Regions from separate parts of the Canis lupus genome. Here region 2 is linked to region 1. The links are chromatin contacts, called in public Hi-C maps. All regions are on one chromosome and are shown on one strand. Each heading gives the region's core, a stretch centred on a gene start, on an enhancer-like site or on the middle of the called end of the contact. The rest is flanking DNA. Distances are from core to core; before and after follow the strand shown. Region 1 holds the start of LOC119872819 (translation initiation factor IF-2-like). Region 2 holds the start of MIS18BP1 (mis18-binding protein 1).

What was found. A called contact is a pair of places that touch in the nucleus more often than the background predicts.
Region 2: a Hi-C map of liver shows a contact between it and region 1, with 2.2 times the contacts expected there. The contact joins the promoter of MIS18BP1 here to the promoter of LOC119872819 in region 1. A contact is called at or near these places in 4 of 9 Hi-C or Micro-C datasets (blood, liver and skin fibroblasts).

The regions. Positions count from the first base shown.
Region 1 is chr8:22,589,964-22,593,481 of UU_Cfam_GSD_1.0, forward strand. LOC119872819 (translation initiation factor IF-2-like) reads right to left here and starts at 1,811. Exons shown (of 4, transcript XM_038544087.1): 1 at 1,716-1,811; 2 at 1,312-1,555; 3 at 725-1,239; 4 at 1-546. The coding sequence starts at 1,811. The coding sequence ends at 457. It overlaps C8H14orf28, which reads left to right and starts at 840. Exons shown (of 5, transcript XM_038544600.1): 1 at 840-1,143.
Region 2 is chr8:22,894,785-22,898,627 of UU_Cfam_GSD_1.0, forward strand. It overlaps MIS18BP1 (mis18-binding protein 1), which reads right to left and starts at 2,151. Exons shown (of 17, transcript XM_038544624.1): 1 at 2,031-2,151. LOC111097209 (a long non-coding RNA gene) reads left to right here and starts at 1,762. Exons shown (of 7, transcript XR_005363214.1): 1 at 1,762-3,735.

The sequences.
Region 1 (3,518 bases), core at 561-3,060:
GGGCCTTGAGCTCTCCGTATTGCATGTTCTGGGGGTTGGGTTTCACTTTCCAGACAACCATTATTCGTTGAACAGTTGGATGGGTGATATCTCAACAGTATCTGCATTTGTAATGGGGGGTAAGGTAGTTTTCCAGGGTGGCCTGGGTTCTCCAGGAGCTAAGCCATATAAGCTCCGACCCTTTAAGCGAGGATACAAGAACTAGGGCTTACTGAATGGAACAGTGGTTGAGCCCACGGACTCCAGCACTAAGCAGCTCTGGCTTCAATTCCCAGCCATCACCTAATGTGTGGTACTTGAGCATTTCCGACACTCAAGTGTTTTCGTCTCCACAGTGGGGCTAAAGCAACCTGATGTCTCTCCACGTTATTAACTTCCTGTAAATTACAGCACCCTCGCCAAATTATGAACACTAAAGAGAGGCATTAACCCACTAACTGATTCACCTCTTCTTAACTACATACTTACATCAAAAGCTTGCATAGTTAAAATTTGCTGGGAAAACGAAGCTTTCCCTTCTGAGTTAAGCCCATAAGAAGACAAGACCTAGAAGCAAACGAAAACCAAGGTCCTCAAAGGATACAAACCTCAAAACAGCCAAGCAGGTTTGCCAACAGAGCTCCGCCTCCACGCAAGCCCGGCCCACTTCCGGCTGCCCCACCCACCCACCCACCCTCTGACACTGGAACGCCGCCCCTCTCCGTGAGGTCCCGCCCCCCCGCACCTGATCTTGGCTCCCATTGGGCGAATCTGGATGCTGTATACACCCCCGACACACGCACGTTTGGCAGGGGCGTCTTCGCGCCTGCGCAGCAGCGCCGTCAGGCGGCTGGGTACTAGGGGCTGGGGGGAGGGGGCCGGAGGAGGTCAGGCCGAATCTTCCTCCGTAATAAGAAGCTACGCGTCCTGCGGTCCTGGCTCCGTGGGTCGGGTCGGATCCGGCCTGGGCGGTGGAGCTGCTGTGGCTCCCGCCGCGGCGGGTGCGATGGAGGCCGTGCCAGAGCCCAGCACTCACGCCGGGGAGGCCCAGACAGCGGACGGTGCTAGTAGATGAGGCGGCGGCGGCGGCGGCACGGGCTCTCCATGAGCAAGCGGCGGCGGCGACGGGTGCGGCGGCACCGGCGGTTTTCGGTCCCCGGGGAGGTACGAGAAGTCGGCTTCCTGGTGGACGGAGACTGGCCGGTGTGCGGACGCCTTCCGCGGCCCGGCTCTGCCGCCCAGCGCCCGCAGTCCCAGGCGCTTAGGGGACCCTTACCTGGACGCGGGCAAGGCCGCCCAGCCGTTTCACCTGCTCGGGGCTCGGGGGCCCGCCAGCCTTGCGGGGCCAGCCCAGGTGCCGGGCCTTGGCTAGCGCAGAGGGCCGGGGGCGGGGTAGGCGTGGCCCGAGCGCGGGGGCCGGAGGCGGGCGCCCACCGCGCGGCCAGCCGGTCCCGGCCGCGAAGCCGCGTGCAGCTTCACGGGGGAGCGCGTGGCCCTTTTCCAGGCTATCTCGGGGTGTGATTCCAGAGAGGACCCTTAGGACCGCCGAGCTCTTAGGGAGTGCAGCGTTCTGTGCCTAGGGCGAGCGGTCCAGGTTCTCACGACCGCTGTCACCCTTGAAAATGACCGCAAAAGAAAGGTGTCGTTTTGCCAAGGAAATAGAGGTCGGTGGAGTCTTCCTGGCTTACTTAAACTGGAGGGCCTGTTGAATCCCGACAGCGATGCCAGCAGCATACCTCCTCCAGGGCTTCTGATACAGTGCTTAACCAAAGTCTTTTTCGACGGTGTGGTGAAATCCTAAAACAATTTTTAGTGAAGCTCTTGGCAGCCATTTCCCCACTTTTTTTTTTTTTTTTTTTACTCATTTTTGTTGTAATTTTCTTTGTAACAAATCACCACCTTAATGCTGAAACGATTAAGTGTCCTCTAGTTCTTCCAGTCCTCTCTACCCCTGTCTTTCCCTTCCCCCTCCCCCCCAAAAAGGCTAAAGAAGTTAGTTTCGTTTTACAGATATATATATATATATAAGTATACATAAAATTGTAGTTTGCCTTTCTTAAGTATATCCATTGCTGTAGTTATTCTTTATTCGGTCATGTCTAAAAGATGGTTTGAAGAAAAACAGTGCAGAGATTTACGATTCCTTCCCAGGGCAACATTTGGGAATCTGAGCTCAGGCTTGTGACCTTGCTACAAAGTTTTTTAAAATTACACAGAAATAAAGGAAACCATGAAGAAAGTTATTTTCATTTTTAAAGCATTTGAATGCCATGGGATTTTTGAAAAATCTCCAAAAACATTAAGAAACAGTTGGTGTTTGCCTAAGGCTCCAGATTTGCCACGCCCTCTTATTCCGAAATGGTTGACTAGAGCCAGCACGTTACTGACTATGAATAAACAGCTACACTGAAGACTAAATATAGTGTTGAATATTTTAGAGCCCACAGTATCTTGCCTCAAGCTGAAAATACTGTGTGTGCGTGCGCCCGCGTTGTCTATATTGTAGAACTGAACTTTTAGTCGGCTAGTATTGTAAAATCGGTTTAAATTTATTTAAAGTGTAAAAACAGTTTTTTGGTTTTTTTTTTTTAACGGTAGTTAACACAATGTTACATTAGTTTCAGGTGCACAACATAGTGATTCTGCAAGTCTGTACTCTGTGAACTTCATTTCTTACACAAAAACACAGAGGTCTGCACTTCTGAATATTGGATTTATGTTGTGCCTGCTTTTCTTTTTCATGAAAATATACTTTTCCATAGAAGCAACATTGAGGAACCCTATGATGTTTTTAGTTTAGGCAGTTATTATCTCAAGTAAAGCCGTATTTTCAATTCAGTTTCATTAGGACCTCATTCTTTAACTTTGTACAATTTTGCTTTGTATACTACACATGACCTGAACGTGTTACTAGAATACTCTCAGTGACTAAAAACAAATTGCTTAGCTAACTTCAAGGTTAGGAGAAGGATAAATAGTTTAAATAAGGAGGACACCCCCATTCGTTCCCAAAACATACAAAGAGGGGAATCAGATTACTTACCAAGTCAGATCTTCACAGCAGGGCCTCTATAGTTAAAATAGAATATCCAGAATAGTCCTAAACTGTAAATGAAAAATCCCAAAGTGCATAGAAATGATTTTTGTATCAACTGGGCACTATTCAGTTAAGTACTCTGGATTACTTTTCATATGTGGTCTTTCAAAGATAATTGGCCATTATTCTGTAGCCCAGCTAAGAATTCCATTATAGCATTTTCATAAGTGGAATCATGTATATTAAAAAGGAAATGAAGCACAGCTTGTATTTTGAAGAGCTAAGGAGGTTTTACATGAGGAATGCGCCCGACCAAATTTAGATTGCATCTTCAAATAGCTCTGTTTTTATTTAGGATTTTTTATTTCAGGGTCTTCCTATGTCACAGATAAAATTATATAAGATATAATTAGTATAAAAGTCTGTCAAATGCTCATCCTGCACCTCAAAAAAGATTGCGCTTCTTAAGTGGTCTTTCCAGAGGCCATGCATATTGCAAAAA
Region 2 (3,843 bases), core at 901-3,400, 310 kb after region 1:
TAAAATGGTATGCTTCTGCTTCACTAACTGCTTAAAACTATTTGGAAAATCTAACTGTTGCCATTTATTCTGAAAACTGACAAATGCTGATACACTAAGAAAAAAATTGCTATTTATGAAAAAGATTTGGGTATGAGAAAACCATCATATGAAAAAGCTAGCTATGAGCACTTTATAGGTATGTAAATATATACATAAAGCTAAACAACTGTTTTTTTTTATCATGGATATGATGCTGAATTTAACTGTTACTCTTCTTCCCAAAATTACATGAAAAGTTCTTCTAGGGATTTACTGTAGTGGTAGCAATAGTAACAATAACAATTATTATAATGGAAAGGGTCAAAAATCCCAAAGCACACTAATTAAAACTGGGAGGTGGAAACAGAAAAAAATGAGAGGAATTTTAAGTTAACTGGTAAATGATATATGGCGGGGGGGGGGGGGGGGACCCAAAAACAAACTCAGCACTTGGTATACAAAGGAATTGATTGATTCAATTACTATAAATAACATTCAAAGTCACCAAATGAATCAATTTTTAAAAATGAGCAACACAGAAAACGACCAAAAGGTATGAAAGGCAATTGATAAAGAATACAGAAAGCTACTCAGTGAGTCAAATGACATTTCGTTTTACTAATAATTGAAGAGCTGCAAATTAAAACAATGGGACTTCTTGTTTATCAGATTTGAAAAGATCAATTTCAAAATATAGGTGTGCATGCTGTCGATCAAGAAATTCCATTTCTAAATTTTTTTCTTATGGAAACTACATTAAGAATGCAAATATGTAAATGGTAATAACAGTCAATATTTATTGCATATATGTCAAGCACTACATAACCTTACAGCAATTCTTAAAAGTTTTGAAGATGGGGAAACTAAGGCACAGGTGGTTAAATAATCTGCCCAAGGTCCCACAGACAATGATTAGAGCAGGACCTAAGTCAAGGCCCAAACGATATACAGGGACGTTCACTGAAGTACTGGACAAACTATAAACAATGTAGATCTCCACCACTATGGGACGAAATTCTGCTATATTCATACAACTGAATTCTATGTATTCAATAAAAAGATATATTCCTGTATATGAACTGACATAGAAAACAGCGAGGATATATTCAATAAAAAAGGAAGGAGTAGAAGAGGACATACAGTTGCATTTCTATACAACACATGAGCAAAAGCATAGGAAAAAAAATCCGGAATTGTACCAAATTGTGACTTTGAAGAGTAGGATGAGAGGGTCCTCCATTTGCTAAATAATTTTATTAACATCTAAATGTGTTTGCAAACAATGTGTAATTGAACCAGAAGAAATTATAAGCTCGATGGATCAAGTGCGTCTACAGCGCTGTGGATCTTGGGGTCCAAGAGCAGTGATGCACACAAATCATTCTAACGTAAAGGTTTTTTGGGGGTTGTGTGTGTGTGTGTGTGTGTGTTTTTTTTTTTTTTTTACAGAAATGATTTTAGAACAAAGTCCTAGAGCGTTCACCACTGAAACGAATCTGAACGACAGCAGACACGCAACAAATACGTAGACAACGAATAAATAGTCATGAAACCCCTACCGACGCCGAAAGTGTAGAAAAGCCCACGGCGGGCCAAGAATGCTGATGGGTGGGGACCCTCAGCGCCAGCGGGGGGGGGGGGGGGGGGGCGAGCGCGGGACGGGAGGGGAGCGGGGCAAGGAGTTCATACCTTGGGTGAAGGGCCTCATAGGGCTAGAAGCCGGCAGTCCGGGCTTGGCTTCGCGAAGGGTGGGCGGGCGATCCCAGGGCTCGCGCCTCTGGCCCCGCAGCCCAAGCCCAGGCGACCCGTACCCCCTCGCGAGGTTCCCAGTCACCCACAACAGTTGGGGAATTCAAATTCGAAGAGCCCGCCCTCCGGCCAGCCCCGCATTGGCGCGCTCAAGAAGTGCGTCACCGTGCGACTCGAGAAAACTCGGGGTGGCCCCGAAGCGCGAGGGCAATATTCTTTCTACAAAAGGAGGGTAACCCCGAGTTGCCAAGAGAACCTACAAGGCCACTCCGGTCTTTTGAAGAACTCGTTTCCTTTTCGGACGGCCGGCGCCCCAGCACGTTCCGCGGCTTCTCCCGTTAGGCTCTGCGGCCGGAAGGCTTACGTCCGACGTCGCTTGCGTTCTCGTGCGCTACTGCGGGTTGTTAAGTTTGGCCCTTCCGAGCCACCGTCCTCCCGTACGGGTTTGGTAGCGGGCGGCGTCCAGCTCTCGGGTTGCTCAGTGTCTGAAGAATCAGCTTTCCGGGCGCTCGTTTGACAGAGCTTTTAGTTTTCCCTGGCCGCGGTGATTTGAGAATGAGAAAGAACGTTTTGCTCTTGAGACGAAAACAGACTCAATGCAAAGTTAGCGATGCTTGCAATGGGATGTGTAATTTGAGCTATTTTGCCAAGGAGTGTGACGTTTTTTGAACCTGATTGTTATCGAATCCCAAAAGCTTTTAATATTGAGGACTCTGGGTTGCAAAGCCACAGTGAGGTCTGCGGCAGCGCAGTGAGACTGAGCCCTGCCTTAGGTCGCGCGCAGTGGTGCTCTGACCAGCGCGGGTTTGGGGGGCGCCCTTCAACTCAAGGCCCAGGCAAGACGCATTCGCTGGCTGGAAGCATTGTTTCAGTTTTGTGGGCGGAGAAGGAGGAGCAGAGGAGTAACACGTTTTCAACCCCAAACCCCTTCCAGATCCTATCCTGCGTCTTCTGCCCACGAACCCCAGCCCCCTCCCAACAAGTCACCCTGGGGCAGGAGAGTTTCTTTTGCCCTCATCCAAGGAAATTCCTCAGCATCCTAAAAACATGTTAATCGCATTTCTCCGTTGACACTGGACTGATTGTAACGGATTGTTTAAAGTGACTTTTGCAATCCCCTCGTCTAAATCCTGTTTTCACTAAATCTTGCGCACCCCGAATATTAAGAGTCCGAAATATAAACTTGAAACATGCAAATGAATGCAAGTAAGGAGGAGAAAACAGTTGAGATGAGGAGAGGGAAGGAAAGCAAATCTACATAGATAAAATGAAGTTTCTGTCTGTGCAGCGTAATGAGGAAATGACTGGACATGAACCAGATTTGTGGGAAAAGCTAGACGTTGAGGTACCTATTTAGTGAAAGCATATGAAAGCATGTGAAATGCGCTTTGTGTGCCAGAGACTTCGAGGATTTGGGAATTCATATTCCAAAGCATCTGAAGTAGAAGTAGGAGAGGTTTCTATGCCTGACCTGGAGATGGCCGTGGCTCACACATTCAGCCAGAATAAGAATCTTAAAATATTAAGGATAGACACTCAGAAATATAGACATTTCTTTTTTTAAATAACCTCTTTTCATCTGAGAAACTGCTAGTATAGAGCATGCTCCAGGGTGAACAGCAGCAGGGATCCACCTACGGATGACTAATGATTTTCCGAACAAAATGGGAGAAAACAGTTTGTGGATGAAAGTGTGATGAGAAGGCATACAGGCAAAGGGACAGTGTTCATCCGTCCATTGGGACATCAACATACTGCCCTGAATGGGCCTTCCTTTAAGTTTCAGTCAGCCAGCTGGGATAATCTGTCCAGGCTTAAGTCTGTAACTCCTGGGAACACATGCAGACCCACTTAGGGCCCAAAGGACAGACATAGGAAGAAGGGAATGGAAGCTTTACATTGTGTGGGAGCTGCTGCCAAGGCATCTGGGTCTGCTTAACCTGGAGGAATATTCCCAGGACAATGGTAAGTTCCAGCAGGATACCAATTGACCGTATAGCATTTTGGATTTTGGGGAGAGTTAGAAAAAAAAAGCTCTTTCTTCAAGGTCAGTCGTTCTCAACCAGGGGTGAT